4 separate regions of the Pan troglodytes genome follow, and all the other regions are linked to region 1. The links are chromatin contacts, called in public Hi-C maps. All regions are on one chromosome and are shown on one strand. Each heading gives the region's core, a stretch centred on a gene start, on an enhancer-like site or on the middle of the called end of the contact. The rest is flanking DNA. Distances are from core to core; before and after follow the strand shown.

Region 1 (3,606 bases), core at 342-2,841:
CAACACAGAGTCACGCAGCGCCCAAAATACAAACACCGCAGCGGCCAGAAATCCCGCCACCTTTCTCGTTCTCCCAGGCTGTCCTGTCGAGGTTCCCTGAGTCCCCCCGCACACTGAAAGGCATCGCAGGTGCAGTGCGCACCCCTTTCCCACCCACCCCAAGAAGCCCTGTCCCGCCATCAGTCTCTCTCCTCGGGATGAGCAGGGAGAGCGCGCGGAGGTTCCCGACTCCCTCGACTACAACCAAGAAAGAATAATTTTCAAAGTGTTCAACATCCCCGCCCCCAAGCTCCCCAAAACACAGGGGCAGGGAACACCAAAACACTCGGCTCTCGTTAGGAAGATCACGGCTCTGAAAGGAAATAGTAGACACGATACTTCATCTCATCTGGATTTATGACCAAAAAAACAAAAACAAAAACCCAAAGAGTTCGCTTGCATTTTTTCCTTCCAAATCTCGGTTCGGCTCGAAGGCAGGGAATCTAAAAGACCGAGGCCGATGGAAGAGAGCCAGCGGGGCGAGCGAGCGGGCAGCCTCCCTTTTTGCCTCCCGGAGTTACCCAGAAGGACAGGGGAAGGGAAGGAAGAAGAGGCGAGGAAAAAGAGGAGGGAGGGAAGGGGAGGCCAGGAGCGACGGAGCAAGGAAAGCAGTTTGCAAGCGAGAAAAGAGGGAAAAAACACAGCCGCACGAATCCAGAGAGATCACAAGCCGTACGCAAGCAGCAGCAGAAAGAGCGAGAGCGCGAGCGCGCGTCCTCTCCGCGGTCTGGGGCCAGACAGCCCCCAGACTAGCCCGAATCACCCCCCAAGCACTGTCTCGTCCTCTCTGCTCCGGCCGCCCCCTAATTCCCCTCCTTCCTCTCCTCCACCTCCTTTCCAAAAACCAAAACAACACAAGGGAGGGTGGCAAAAGCCTCCCCAAACCGGCCGATTCACTCAAAGACAACAATAATAATAATAAATACATAACAATCTATATCCTAGAGTGGGAGAGACGTGGGACTAATCTTCGGCATTTATTTTAACACCTGACAGCTAGAATAAATAAATATATACATTTATATCAATAGATACACATAGAAAACTTGGAGCCAAAGCATTTGGCAAGAGCGGAAAAAAAAAGAATTAAAAGGTAAAATAATGATCATGAGCAGCGGCGGCGGCAGCGGCACCAGCGGCAACAGCGGCGGCGGCGGCAGTAGCAGCAGCAGCGGCGGCAGCAACAGCAATAATCACCTGGTGTCCGGCCTTTCCTAGAAACTTCTTGCATCACCACTTCTAAGAACCCCAGTTCTAAGAATCAACAGAGCTCAATTCTCGGAATTTGAGCTTCGGACTTTACCACTGCTACGTGGCAGGGGAGGACTTGGTGTCAGCTCTCCGAGATTTTTACTGCCCCTGGCCAACCAAAAGCCCTCAAAGCCACAAGATTTTTTCACTGGCCGGCATATTTCGAGGTCCTCATAAGCAGAGCGTCTCGGATTTGGAGGTTCCGGTTCGAGGCTCGAGGGGCCTGAAGGTGGCTCTCCCTCCCCGGGCCCAAGACGATGGTATGGCCTGCTCCGCCACCGTCACGTGGGCTCCTCCTCTGTGACGTCGGCGCCTTCGCTGTAGCAAAGCTCGGCCTCTGGAATTCTGAGAACTAATTTGCTATTCGGTGACATAAGAGGGGGAGTGCGCTTTGCTTTCCCGGGGTCTGGGGCTAATTCCTTCTTTCTTACCCATAAACTCAGCAGATCGAGCTAAATGCACAAAAGGGAGCGAGAGGTTTGAACCACTGGGGAAAGTATGTTATATATATAGTAGGGTTAGAGAGGCGAGTAAGAGAAAAAAAAAATAAAATAAACATCACAGCTCTTTCCAACTAGAATATTAGGCACCACGAGAAAAATATTTGCCAAGCAGTTTTCGGTGGGTTCATTTGCTTTATTTTTATTTAAGACAGGGGTTTTTGCTGTTGTTCTGGGTTTTTTTCTTTCTGGTGTGGTGGCTTGGGATTTTTGGTTTCTGTATTTTGATGGTTTATGGATTTTTGCTTCTGATTTTTTGCCTTTTGCAAGTTTGTGGTGTTACGTAAATCACAGGATCGGCATCGGTTGGATTTTTTTGTACGTGCCTTTTCTTTCCCTATCTAATCCCTCAAGCGTTTTAAAGATGTATTATTTCAATACTAATACTATTGAAAGAAGCTTAAATTTTTGGCCATATGTAACAATCCCAGCCCCCACTTTTTTTTTTTTTTCCTTTGGTGCAATTTCCTTTTTCCCCTTGGACTTTTGCTGAAGTGTGTCTCTCCTGCACTTGAGAGAAATGTTCAAAGCATTTGTTTTGGTTTGGTTTGTTTCTTTCCAGGACAGCAAGTGGTGGGTTTAATCTGTTATTGTTGACTCTTGGGAAATTTCTTGTTGCAAGAAACGTGTATGTGGGGGGGAGAGTGGGGGTGGCGGGGTGGTATGTGTGTGTTTTCTACAAAATTCTGTGAGCCAAATACCTGTTTGTGTTTTGTTTTCTCTTAAGGTCTTGAGATTTTTGTTTTCGAGGCTCGTTTCAAGGTCGTTGTAAAAAAATCTCTTCAGTCTGTGTTTAAGAGATCAGCCGGAGGGAATTCTAAAGGCCTGCCGTGCCAGTATCACAGATACTGCCTGTATTTAGAACAGACTGCCACAACTACAATGCACTACACGCAGCACAGTCTTCTTAGCTTTGAAGCTGAGTTGGGGGGTGGGGTGGGGTGGGGGGGGGGTGGTAGAGAAGAAGGAGAAATTCTTTCCTTCTCTTTTTCTCTATTACTTTCTTTTTAAAGGCAATTGCAGTGCAGAATCATTTCATTGTGGGTCCTAGTTTGTTTGTTCAGAGCTGCTAGTTTCCTTATTTAAATGTTGGTTCGGGTTTTTTCCCCTCCTACTCATCCCTGAATAAGGGAGACTCTTGTTTCTTTTATGTCTCTCTCTTAAAAGAAGGGTGTGAGGGGAAAATAATATTTCAGATTCCTCAAGAATTAGCCCAAAATGTTTGGACCAGAAGCAGCTTTCAAAGGTCAGGCTGTTCTGAGCCTTGGCTATGAGAGTCCTTCAAGCGACTTATTAAATTACAGATGAATTCTTAAAGGTTCCACAAAATCTCGTCACTTGTTAATTTCTAATAAAGATATGTCTAAAATAATCTACCTATCTCAACCCAAAATTTGGGTTTATAATGGAGGAGTGATCAGAGCTGTGAAAGATTGCTGTTTGCTGGGATATTTGGAAAATCTCTTTCATTGACAGTCCCGTTAGAAGTTCCATCTATCACCGAAAATGTTGTTGGCAATGCACCCCCCTACCCCACAACACACACACATTTTTAAAGGCTGTATTTTAGGTTTTAAAACCCAGAAAGGTGCAAAGAGGTTGATTATTTTCCACAAGGGCTGGAGCTTAGGAAATATGCGTTAAAGTGTCTGTCCCTGTGAAATCTGAATATTTTAATACTTATTGACAGATGGATTACTGCAGCCTCTGCAGAAAAGCCTGTCTTGTGAACGGTTTTTGAAAAATATACATAGGCCTAATCCTGTCACTGTTGTTGAAATGTACGTTTTACCCCCAAAGACTCATGATATTGTCA
Region 2 (3,606 bases), core at 379-2,878, 450 kb after region 1:
TCACCTTCTTTTGGCTTCTTAACCCATTCTGGTCTGATGGAAGTTGTTCTTGTCCGGGTCTAGGGGGCTCAGATGCATTCCTTTTTAGCAGTGCTCTTATTTGGCATTGGTGGTGCTGTTTCTGTTGACCACTCCCAGTGTCTCTGGATGTTTTGTTATTCCTTTACCTCCCTAGCCTCTCCTTGGGGTTTCTTTGCAGGCTCTTGCTCTCTCTTGTATCCCATAAATACAAGCATTGCAGAGCTTTGTCTCATGACTGCTAGGTGTTTATCTCCAGTTTGGAACTCCCGAACTTCAGGCCCACACTCCTACATGCCTTTTGGACACTCCAGTTGGAAATCCCAAAGTTGCATGGGGCTCACCGTGTCTTTTGGCATTGTTAGCTTGGTGAGTGACATCGCCCAATCCTGGAAACTGGGACTCATTCCGGATGGCTCCTCTCTGTCCCTCACTCTTGCCTCTGACTGTCTTCAGTCTTACAGAGTCAACCACGGTAACACGTCCTGCCCACTTCCCTCCTCCCTCTACCTTTGGAGCCTGTCCTCCATTCAGGCCCTCAGCATCTCTCTCCTGGAGTGCTTCAGCAGTCTCAGCTGGCCTTCTTTTTCTATTCTTACCCTCATCCATCCTATTCTCTCTTTTCTTCCTGAGTGATATTCCAAAAATGCAAATCTGTTCATGCTATGTCCCTGTTTTTAAAATCCTTCAATGCTTTCCTCATTCAGGGCAAATTAAGAATCCTTTGCATGAATTAAGGGACAGGAATGGAAAGAGGCAGGAAGTGATTTGACCCCTGCCTCTTTCTGTCCTCATCTCACTAATCTCCAAGATGATCTTGTGCTCTAGGAATATACCTGGGATTCTCTGTAGCTCCCGTGACCTCACACATAGTGTTCCCTTGTCTGAAACACCATTGCCCACTCTATCAGTCCTTTCAAGATTTTGCTCTGATACCACCTCTGCCTGGAATACTCCTCTGACTGTTGTTGTCTCTGCTTCCTCCATTTTAGGCCATTTGTTGAACTGGGCTGCATTTCCTTGAGAGCAATGGTAATTCTTTATATTTCTGTATCTTCAAATCAAAAATAGGTGTGCAAGTGATATTTGTTGAGCAAATAAATGCCAAATAATAAATTGTATAGATAAGACATTGTGGGAGTTGAGATAAAAATTCTAGCCAGGTAGGGATGGGAGCATGGAGGGTTCAAGGAATGGTGACATTTAAGATTGGCCTTCAATTTGGGTAGTATTGGGTGAGACAGTGCAGAGGAGACCCCTATAGTCATGGTTATTGTGCCATGTTCTGCAGGACTGAAGGATATTGAATAGGCCCATTCCCTGCTCAATACCATCACCACCAGAGTAGAATAAGGACGGTAATCTCAGGAGTCCCTTTGGGCTAGTGTCTATCATTTTCTCCTGAGCTGGGTTATATAACTCGGCAGAGCTTTATTTCCCCAGTACACAGCTGGCATGGCAGGCAGGCACTCCGATCCTTGCTTGTGAGCTGCCTTGGAGGAAGCGAGTGCAGAATGGTTGCCTGCGTTTTCATCTTCACTTCTCCTTCACAGCCGCCTTTCTGTATAGCATAGAGGTGACCTCAGCACCAGAGACAGGAAAGAACACAATGAGTCATCTCAGGCCCTAATGAGGTGCATGAGGGACCCTACTTAAGAGTGAGGGTCAGGTGAGGTCGTGCTATGCCTGGGGTGAGTTTTGCCTCGGGGCTCCAGGCGGCACTGGAGCAGAGCTGAGCTAATTTTACCCACAGGAGCTGACTGTGCTGAAGGGCAGGGCTTATGACATTGGCCTTATCATCCTGTGGTACCCAGAAAGCTCCCAAGGTGCAACCCCGTTATGTCTGGGCTGTTTTCCCCTCTTCTAGTTAAATACATTTTTCCATTAGGCGTGCATATCGAAAAGCAGGATGCTGAGGTGCAAAGAGCTTTGGATTTGGGTGGAAGGCCACGGAGTTGGATTTGGATCTCGCCCCTACCTTTGACCTTGCACAAGTTACATAATTCAAGTCTCAGTTTCCTCATTTGTAAAACCTCATTCGTATACCTGTGTCCTAAGATTGCTTCTAGGTTTACACACTTGGTGAAACGTAGCAAGCGATTGCTATGTGCCAGTCACTGTTCTAGCTGCTTTATTCATATTGTTTCACTTAATCCTCTAAAGAAACCTATGAGGATGGTGTTATTGTTATCCCTGTTTATAAATAGGGAAACAAATGCACAAGGAGCTTAGATAAGTTGCCCCAGGCCACCAGCCAGTGACAGAGCTGAATTCAGGCCAGTGGCTCCAGGCACCACACTCCTAAACAATATACCTTATTGTTTTGAAATGATAGAAACTTTCCTTGCTATATAGCACAGGCTTAATGTTTTCTAACTACCTGCTGTGTATAAGGGCCTGGGCTTGATGCTGGGTAAGAGAGCAGCATAGCTGTTGTGCTGTTCTGTAGACTTGAATCACATTTGTAGATGGAAGCCCTTGGTCAGCTGAAGGGTATGGTGGATAGACTTTGGTATCTGACATTGTAGGCACTGGGTGGAGTGCTCCTCACACGACCTCTCATCTCATCCTCATAACTTCTTCAATAGTCAGGCATTGGCATGCCCATTTTACAGATGAGGTAATAGAGAGGTAGCATCACCTCCTCACATTTACTTGGTAGACAGAGCGACTGGGGCTGTTGGGTCCCATGTTTATGTTGATTCATTTGCATTCCCCATGAACTGTGCAGTGTCTCAGAGCTATTATTGTTGCAGAACTCACCCCTGCCCTTCTGCCCACCACTGACAACCCTAGAGAAACTGGTGTCCATGAAAAACGTGGGTCACCAGATGAGAAAGTCACATCTGCATGGTCAGAGCAGGCACCAGGTGAAGGTAAAAGAAAGGGCTGGGCTTTGTTCCAATTGTTTATTACTGTGTAGCAAATTACCCCCAAACTCAGTGGTATACAACAATCGTTTAGTATGCTCATGGATTATGTGGATCAGGAACTTGGACAGAGCAAGGGGGGAATGACGCTTCTGTGCTCCACAATGCCTGGGACCTCAGCTGGAAGACTCGAAAGCTGGGTGCTAGAGGTATATGGTTGCTCACTCACTCACATGACATCTGAGACGTTAACCAGGCCTGTTGGTCAGAATATCTACATGTGGTCTTTCCATGTGGCCTGGACTTCCTCACAGCCTGGTGGCTGCTTCCAAAGGGCAAGCCTTGAGAGGAAGGGAGAGAGGGAGAAAGACAGAGAGCGAGTGAGCATTAGCAGGTGCAGGAAGAAGCTGTAGATGCATCATCTCGCTATACTTTATTGGTCGGAGTAGTCCCCAACTCGCTTAGATTCAAGGGGAGAGGCAATAGACTTTACATCTTGGTGGGGTGGCCAAGTTCTGGAAGAGCATGTGGGACGGAAAATTTGCTGGAGCCTTTGTTGGAAAATACAACGGAGGCTCCTTTTGGCCAAAAAAGAGGAACAGACGTCTCTGTGGAGCTGCACGGAGGTAGAGCCACGGGGTACACAGCAGGCGCACCTGTATGGTGCTGAGTATTCACTGGCAAATCAGGAAAACAAAGGTCAAGCCAGGAATCCTAA
Region 3 (3,606 bases), core at 284-2,783, 410 kb after region 1:
GCTAACACCATGCTCACCATGCTCACCTGAGCAATTCATAAACATTTCAGGAGGAGAAACACAGTGACTTCCCCAACACACCCATACAACAGTTTCGACACAATTAGTAGCATTTCTGGATCCAGCACAGTACTCTTATAATGTATATGATGGAAGAAATGAACAACTCTAATTACACCTTATTAAATCTTAATCCTCATTAGGACCCTATTATTCCTTATAAGTGAGTTACTGAAGGAAAAAAAAAAAAGGAAATGCTGGTCAAGTCCCGTTATATTCCATGAGGATTGAGATAATCCATTTTTACTTCATGTAACATTGGAATTCTTTTCATACTAAACAGTAGTACTCAGAATGTGAGTATGCTGAAATGTTTGAGTGAGTGGATTGTGTTTTGATAGGATCTGAGCTTTTCAGAACCCCAGAAAAAAATCTCTCCAAGAGCCCGTATCTCCCATTTCAAACTATGTTAGTTGCAAAGAGATAAATTCTTTATTAGTCTGTGGAATGGGTGGTTATTCTCAACCTTATCTCTCTGTTACTGCCTTCATATATATATATGTGTATATATATGTGTATATATATGTGTGTGTGTATATATTTATATATATATAATATATATATATATATATTTTTTTTTTTGACAACAGTCTTGCTCTGTCCCCCAGGCTGGAGTGCAGTGGCGCAATCTCGGCTCACTAAAACCTTTGCCTCCCGGGTTCAAGCAATTCTCCTGCCTCAGCTTCCGGAATACCTGGGATTACAGGCGCTCGCCACCACGCCCAGCTAGTTTTTTGTATTTTTGGTAGAGACGGGGTTTTGCCATGTTGGCCAGGCTGGCTCGAGCTCCTGACCTCAGGTGATTTGCCCGCCTCGGCGTCCCAAAGTGCTGGAATTACAGGTGTAAGCCACCGCGCCCAGCCATGTTCATATTTTTGTATGTGTACATTAGATAGTTGAGAGGAACACAGAGGTTAAGTAGTCTTACCCCTGAAATGTCTGAATTCAAACACTTATTAAGCACAAGGAAGGTGCTTAATAAATCCAATAACATGTGTTTTTACATTATTTCCTTAATTCCTGGTCAAAAGAATCCCACTAAAGTCCATCCTCAGAAGAACCACTTTTTGGAGTTTTTATGAATCAGTAGCTCATGGTGTACTCTCAACAGTTATGAATGGAATTAGGTCCTGCTAGAGGTCAGGGCCAGGTATGGAAAGATGAAGGGATTAGTCAGGAGACCTGGATGGGAGGAGGGGAAGACAGGTGCTTGGTCAGTCAGTTGTTTTGTGTTGGGCGAGTAACGTTTCTTAAGTTTTTGTCTGAAGTGTAAAGGGGGGACTACGCTCTGTCCTATCTAACTCACCTGAAGATGCAATAGCCGGGTGAGAGACTGCTTTCATTATGTGCTAACGTGAGGGATTACTTTAGATATTAATAGGAGAGAAGTGCAAGGAAAGGAAGTCTCAGGGTATGGAGTGCTTTCCTGGCCATGGCTGCTGCACGTCATAATCCCCTAACACAGTAAGTGGTGGTTCTCATCGTCGTTCACCCTTACAGATGTCAGAGGGGAAAGAAAAATCCAACTCAAAACTTCCAATGACAGGCTTGTCTGTATTCAAACCAGTTCATCTCGTTCGCAGACTTTTTTGAAGCTATAAGCACAGAGCAAGCTTTCTGGGCGGGGCTCAGAAGTAAACGTTAAACTCCAGGGATTCATTTATTTGAGCACAGGACAGAGGAAGTTGCCCTGAAGCAACTGATTGTCATTGATATTCAGGGCTCGCTGTCAACCAGGACCTTCCAGGAACTGGCTCTGGGCCAAGAGCAGTAGAAATCACTGGGTGGTCCGCACAGCTCGCGGGCATCTAACCTGCTTCAAGGCTCAGGGCTAAAAGGGAGCCAGGGCCCTTCCTGGAGGCGGGAACCCAAGTGGGAGGCAGAGCGCCTGGGCCCGCTCCTCGATCTGCTGAGTGACGACCCTGTACAAGTCATTTCTCTTCCGAGAGCTTCAGTTTCCTCACGTGCCAAGCGGACGGGTTGGAAGTTGGTCTTTGCCAGCTCTGACACCTTGTAAGTTTTGAGTCTTGCTGGGAATCCAGGGCGGGGCTCACGAGGAAAATCTTGGAAGGGGATTTCATGGCTGGATCTCTTCCACTCAAGCTCAGTGCCCTAATTTGACGCCTTAATAGTAGACGCAGGCTTTTCCATTTTCCAGGAGCCCCCTGACGCGGCCGCTTCCTCCTACGTCTCCTTCCTCTTCCTCTAGCTGGGGCAAAGTCTCCACATCTCCCTCTTTCCCTTCCTCCTTTGCAAGCTCCCTGCATTCCCGCGTCTCCTCCTCTTCCTCCCAGGAAATGCAATGCCCTCAGTGCGCCCACCTTTTGGCAAAGCCACTGCCGGCTGCGGGTTTCCCCTCCCCCGCCAGGCGAGCTCTGCGCGGCGGCTTCGCGGGCACACGCCTTCCCATACCTTACATGGACAAATGCGTGCAGGCAAAGTCAGGAATTCAGGCCCCTGACGTCAGCCTCCAGCGCTCAGGGCACCGCACGGGAGACCAAGGGGAGGGGGTGGGGACGGTGGGGAGGAAGGAGGGGGAAAGGCACCAACCAGCAGCCGCTCCAGCCCTGCCGAAGTTTCACTTTTTGTCTGTGGGTTCGTTCCCGGGTCCCGCGCGAGCTTTCCCGGGATAAGTAGCTTTAGCGATCGGGAGACAGCCGGGCGCTGCAAGGTAAGGGCTGGCTGCACGGCCCGGGGCGCGGGGCGCGGGGCGTGGGGCGCTGGGCGCGGGCGGCGCGCTGGAGGAGGCCAGTGTGGGGCGCGGGGCCGGGCCTGTCCGGGGCTGGGGACAATGGGAGGGGGAGTGCCCGGGCACCTCCTCCTCTGCCTCTGCCTCCGCCTCCAGCCGCCGCCGCCGCCGCCACCACCACCGCCGCTGCCCCGGCTGCCTCCTCCCTGAGGTATTGTTGCAAATCCTTCCTTCCCCTCACCCTCCGCCCGCGGGCGCCTCGGGAACCCCCAGCCCTCCCCCGGCGCGAGCGCCTCCGGGGTGGCAAGAGCGCGGGGCGCGAGCCCTGCTCTGGCCTGGCCCGCTGTGCGGAAGTGCCGGCCGCGGCCCAATCACGGGGTGCACGCCATGGGGGAGGGGGACCCAGAGTTTTTCCGAAAGCGTCGACCCCAGGCTAGGCGGGGTTGGAGCCTTGCGCGCCCCCTGCCCGGACTTTTCTGGGCGCCCAGGGGGCGGGGCCACGCCCATCCGCTTAGAGCTTTCGCGGAATCACAGTTGTCACAGCGGAAAGGGCCTAGACCCAGTCCTCCAAGTCCTCCCATTTTACAGTTGGGGCAGCTGAGGCCCAGAGAGAAGGAGGGTCGCCCGGAAGTTATTTGCTAGAGGCCAAACCATAATTCAAATAGTTGGCTCCGGACTTAAGTTCCCTTTCTCTAAGCATTTCTCTAGCACCCTGTGTGTGGCAGACCCTGTGCTGGGTGTGTTGGACGTTGCCCTCAAGGAACTCAGTTGAACCTCGGAGTGAAACCTGGCCTAGGGTAGGAAATGCTAAGTGCTGGAGCAAAGGCGTGGACAAAGTTAAAGGAAGTTCCAGGGAG
Region 4 (3,606 bases), core at 775-3,274, 310 kb after region 1:
GCTGTGGACACCTAGTCAAGAGCAATTTCTTTCACCTCAGACATCTCTGTTTTTCTTAGAGCTCATAACTTTCTTTTTTATTTCCTTTCTTTTCTTTCTTTCTTTCCTTCCTTTCTTCCTTCCTTCCTTTTTTTTTCTTTCTTTCCTTTTTTTTGACAAAGTCTCACTCTCTCCCCCAGGCTGGAGCACAGTGGCACAATCTCAGCTCACTACAACCTCTGCCTCCCGGGTTCAGGCAATTCTCCTGCCTCAGCCTCCTGAGTAGCTGGGAGTACAGGTGCCTGCCATCACGCCTGGCTACTTTTTGTATTTTTAGTAGAGACAGGTTTTCACCATGTTGGCTAGGCTGGTCTCAAACTCCTGACCTCAGGTGATCCACCCATCTCAGCCCCCCAAAGTGCTGGGATTACAGTCGTGAGCCACCACACCTGGCCATAACTTTCTTCTTTGTGTTTGGATTATTGTGTGCTCCTTGTAGCTTTGCTCTGGATGGTAAACTCCTTGGAAACGGAAGTTTCCTCTTGCTTTCCATGACTTACTTCTCCTTGTTGGGTTGAGCTGTATGTTTGGGACAGACTAACTTGAGGAACTAAGTCCATGATGACTAGAGTAGCACTGGTTAGCTGAAGGTCTGCCAAGCTTGCTGTAAAAATATTTCAGCTTTAGGTGAGGAGCTGCACTGGCCAACCTGCTTGCTTGTAGCTCCAGGGTTTCATGCACGGGGTCTATGAATAACCAAAGCAAAAGGCCACACTAAGCATCTTTTCTGCTCCTACCCCCAATCTTGAGTTCAGAAAGATCTGCTAGGGATCAGTGCTTTAAATCATCTCTCCTCACTCCCTGTAGAAAAGCCCTCCTTCCAGGAGCTGACTAATGCTTACTGTCCTTTCCCAAGGAGCACTTTTTTTTTTTTTTTTTTTTTTTGACAGATTGTTGCTCTTGTTGCTCTGTCACCCAGGCTGGAGTGCAGTGGCGCGATCTGGGCTCACTGCAACCTCTGCCTCCCGAGTTCAAGCAATTCTCCTGCCTCAGCCTCCTGAGTCGCTGGGATTACAGGCACACACTACTACGCCCAACTAATTTTTGTATTTTTAGTAGAGACGGGGTTTCACCATGTTGGTCAGACTGGTCTCCAACTCCTGACCTCGTGATCCACCCTCCTTGGACTCCCAAAGTGCTGGGATTACAGGCGTGAGCCACCGCGCCCACCCCAAGGAGCACTTTCTGTTGCTTTCTGGGCAGGCTGTGTTTTTACCCTGTGCCCATCTCTCTCTCCCTGGCCCTCTGGTCTGCCCGGCACAGATAAGGAGTCCAAGGAGAGTCACCCTTCTCCTATGAGTATTCCGGTGGCTGCTGCTCTACCCTTGGGAGGTGGAAAAGGCACCAGCACAAGGCTTCCCCCGCCCACTCATCTCAGCTTCTTGCTTTCTGCACTGGGCCGTGTCGGGTGCTGGGAGTTTCGTGATCACAAGGAAAAGAGATGAGGGCGCCAGGCAGGGAAGGAGGACAAAGAGCAATCCCCTTATTCATGCATTCTTCAGGAAAAAGAGAGAATTTGACCTGAGCCTATTTTCTGAATAATTCGGCATCAAACAGCAATGAGACCTGGGACTTTGCCAAGTCTTTGTTTTGTTTTGTTTTTTTCCTTTCCTCCAATCAGCCCAAGGCAATGGGGAGTGGGAGGGGGTGGAGGGGTGGGGGCTGCACGCACACTGGGGCTGAGAGGGAATGCTGAGCCTGCAGAAGTGGCCCATTGACAGCTCCTGCTCACAGCAGAGGGGCGGGTGGCACCCCCAGCCTACCACCACAAGGGCAGCTCTGTCCTGTGGGCACAGGGCTCCATCCCAGCCCCACCGGCTGGGAGAGAACAACATTTCCTTATAAGGCCCCGACCGCTTTGCCAAGGCTGGATGGCTCCAACAGACTGTAGCTTTCCATTCTCCTCGTCAGCTCCAGTGCAGGCCTTGAATGTAGCCCTTGTTGTCAGGCTCCTCCTCTCCTCCACAGCCCCCACCTCACCTACTTCCACTCCCTGCCAGAGCCAGCCCCACTGGCGCAGGATAAACAGCCCAGAGGCCTCTCCCACGCAGGGCCTGCCTCGGTTCAGGCCTGCTGGAGGCAGCACAGGGTAGCAAAAGGAACGTGGGAGTCACAGTTTCGGCTGTCCCTGTGCGAAGGGAAGGCCCTTTTCCTCATCTGGAAGATGGGGCTCTAATGGCCATGGGGGCCAAATTCTTTGCATTGTATTCAAAGTCCTTCCCAGTTAAGCTGCAGGTTAACTTCACTGTTTAACTGCCTTTCCATACCTTGAAGGCCAGATTTCCCCTAGCTCTTCCGTTTCCTCCAAACGCACCTTGCTCACACGGGCCTCCACTGCTTCGTGCACGTGTTTTTTTCTACCTAGGTATTTATCTGCCTAGGTCACTCATCCTGCAGGCCCCATGGTAGGTATGCCTTCCTCCCCTCCCCAGGAAAAAGGAATCATTGCTTTCACTTCGCTGCTCAACGTTTGTTTGCACCTCTCTTACAGCTTTTCTGTTTTGCAATTGCAATGATTTCTTTACCTGCCTGTTTCCTCTATAAGATGATGAGCTCCTCCAGGCTCACATGCTCTCCTCTTTCTTTATGTCCATGAGCTCAACCCACAGTACCAGGCACATAATCCAGCTTCACAAAAGATTGCTGCACAAATGCCTGAGCACACAGTGTTGCGTAAGTTCAAAAGAGACAACTATAGTGCAAATACTTGTAAACTATAAAGTGCTGTTAACCCGTGAAATGTAAAACTTTATCTTGCTACCCTCCACTCTAATTCTACTGTTTGTTACACTGTTACAGCCCTTTTCCCTGTCTGACCAGTTCTGTATTCAGAATTCCAGGCTCACTGCAACCCCTCAGGAGGTTAACATCTATCACTAAGCCATTACTCATCTTTAGAATCCCAATGTTGGGGGCTAAAAGGTATGTATCCGAATGTTGCCATACTAGAGTCCACAGAGGCCCTACAGACATACAGTGGCTAAATGGAGAAGCTGTGAGTCCCACTTTTACTATTTATTCATGCTAGGTTCCCACAGCATTCTGGGAGGAAAAATCTGGTGGCTTTAAAAGTTTGAAGCCCACTGATTAATGCTGTCTCAACATATGACAGTTGAAACAACTGAGCCCCCTAAAAGAAAAGCAGCTTTCCCCACATCTCATGTGTTAGCCACAAACTCAAGACCATACCCAGGATCCCCTACTCTTGCTCACCACAGCCATTGCCCTGCTTAGGGCAGAGTGATGACGGATGCAACTGCATATCTGTCAAGCCGAATGCTTATGGGTCAGGGATACCTCAAGTTCCAAATAAAGAATTTCAGTCTCTGCCAAAACAAATCTTTCTGAATTGGAGATTCTGCAAAAATATCAGGTTAGGGATTTGCAAGCACAGCACGGTTAAGTACTAGAGTAAGACTGTCCCTCTATTCTCCAGGATCCCAGCAACTGTTTCAAAGAGAAATCTCCTATCCCAAGATAAATTAGCCTGTTCTCCATCCACATAGGGAAGTTTTTCAGAGATATGTTTGTCAAGCGAAACCCATAGTTGATCATGAACCATGTTCT

The links. A called contact is a pair of places that touch in the nucleus more often than the background predicts.
Region 2: a Hi-C map of induced pluripotent stem cells shows a contact between it and region 1, with 2.5 times the contacts expected there. The contact joins the enhancer-like site here to the promoter of BCL6 in region 1. A contact is called at or near these places in 2 of 7 Hi-C or Micro-C datasets (induced pluripotent stem cells and stem cell-derived neural progenitor cells) and 1 of 1 datasets of contacts at active chromatin or transcription factors (stem cell-derived excitatory neurons).
Region 3: a contact with region 1 is called in a Hi-C map of stem cell-derived neural progenitor cells, with 11 times the contacts expected there. The contact joins the promoter of LPP here to the promoter of BCL6 in region 1. A contact is called at or near these places in 3 of 7 Hi-C or Micro-C datasets (blood, induced pluripotent stem cells and stem cell-derived neural progenitor cells) and 1 of 1 datasets of contacts at active chromatin or transcription factors (stem cell-derived excitatory neurons).
Region 4: a Hi-C map of stem cell-derived neural progenitor cells shows a contact between it and region 1, with 7 times the contacts expected there. The contact joins the enhancer-like site here to the promoter of BCL6 in region 1. A contact is called at or near these places in 2 of 7 Hi-C or Micro-C datasets (blood and stem cell-derived neural progenitor cells) and 1 of 1 datasets of contacts at active chromatin or transcription factors (stem cell-derived excitatory neurons).

The regions. Positions count from the first base shown.
Region 1 is chr2:190,918,903-190,922,508 of NHGRI_mPanTro3-v2.0_pri, forward strand. BCL6 (BCL6 transcription repressor) reads right to left here and starts at 1,592. Exons shown (of 10, transcript XM_001158812.7): 1 at 1,237-1,592.
Region 2 is chr2:191,370,858-191,374,463 of NHGRI_mPanTro3-v2.0_pri, forward strand. All of the region lies in intron 1 of LPP (LIM domain containing preferred translocation partner in lipoma), which reads left to right. Among named protein-coding and RNA genes, the nearest start is that of LPP, 45 kb to the left of the region's middle. Within about 2 kb of position 1,629, at least 4 of the 24 cell types and tissues checked have an H3K27ac peak or open chromatin away from gene starts, as enhancers often do. A contact at or near this core is called in induced pluripotent stem cells and stem cell-derived excitatory neurons, where this site is marked.
Region 3 is chr2:191,325,764-191,329,369 of NHGRI_mPanTro3-v2.0_pri, forward strand. LPP (LIM domain containing preferred translocation partner in lipoma) reads left to right here and starts at 1,534. Exons shown (of 12, transcript XM_016942488.3): 1 at 1,534-2,073.
Region 4 is chr2:191,225,202-191,228,807 of NHGRI_mPanTro3-v2.0_pri, forward strand. No RefSeq gene overlaps it. Among named protein-coding and RNA genes, the nearest start is that of LPP, 100 kb to the right of the region's middle. Within about 2 kb of position 2,025, at least 19 of the 24 cell types and tissues checked have an H3K27ac peak or open chromatin away from gene starts, as enhancers often do. A contact at or near this core is called in stem cell-derived excitatory neurons and stem cell-derived neural progenitor cells, where this site is marked.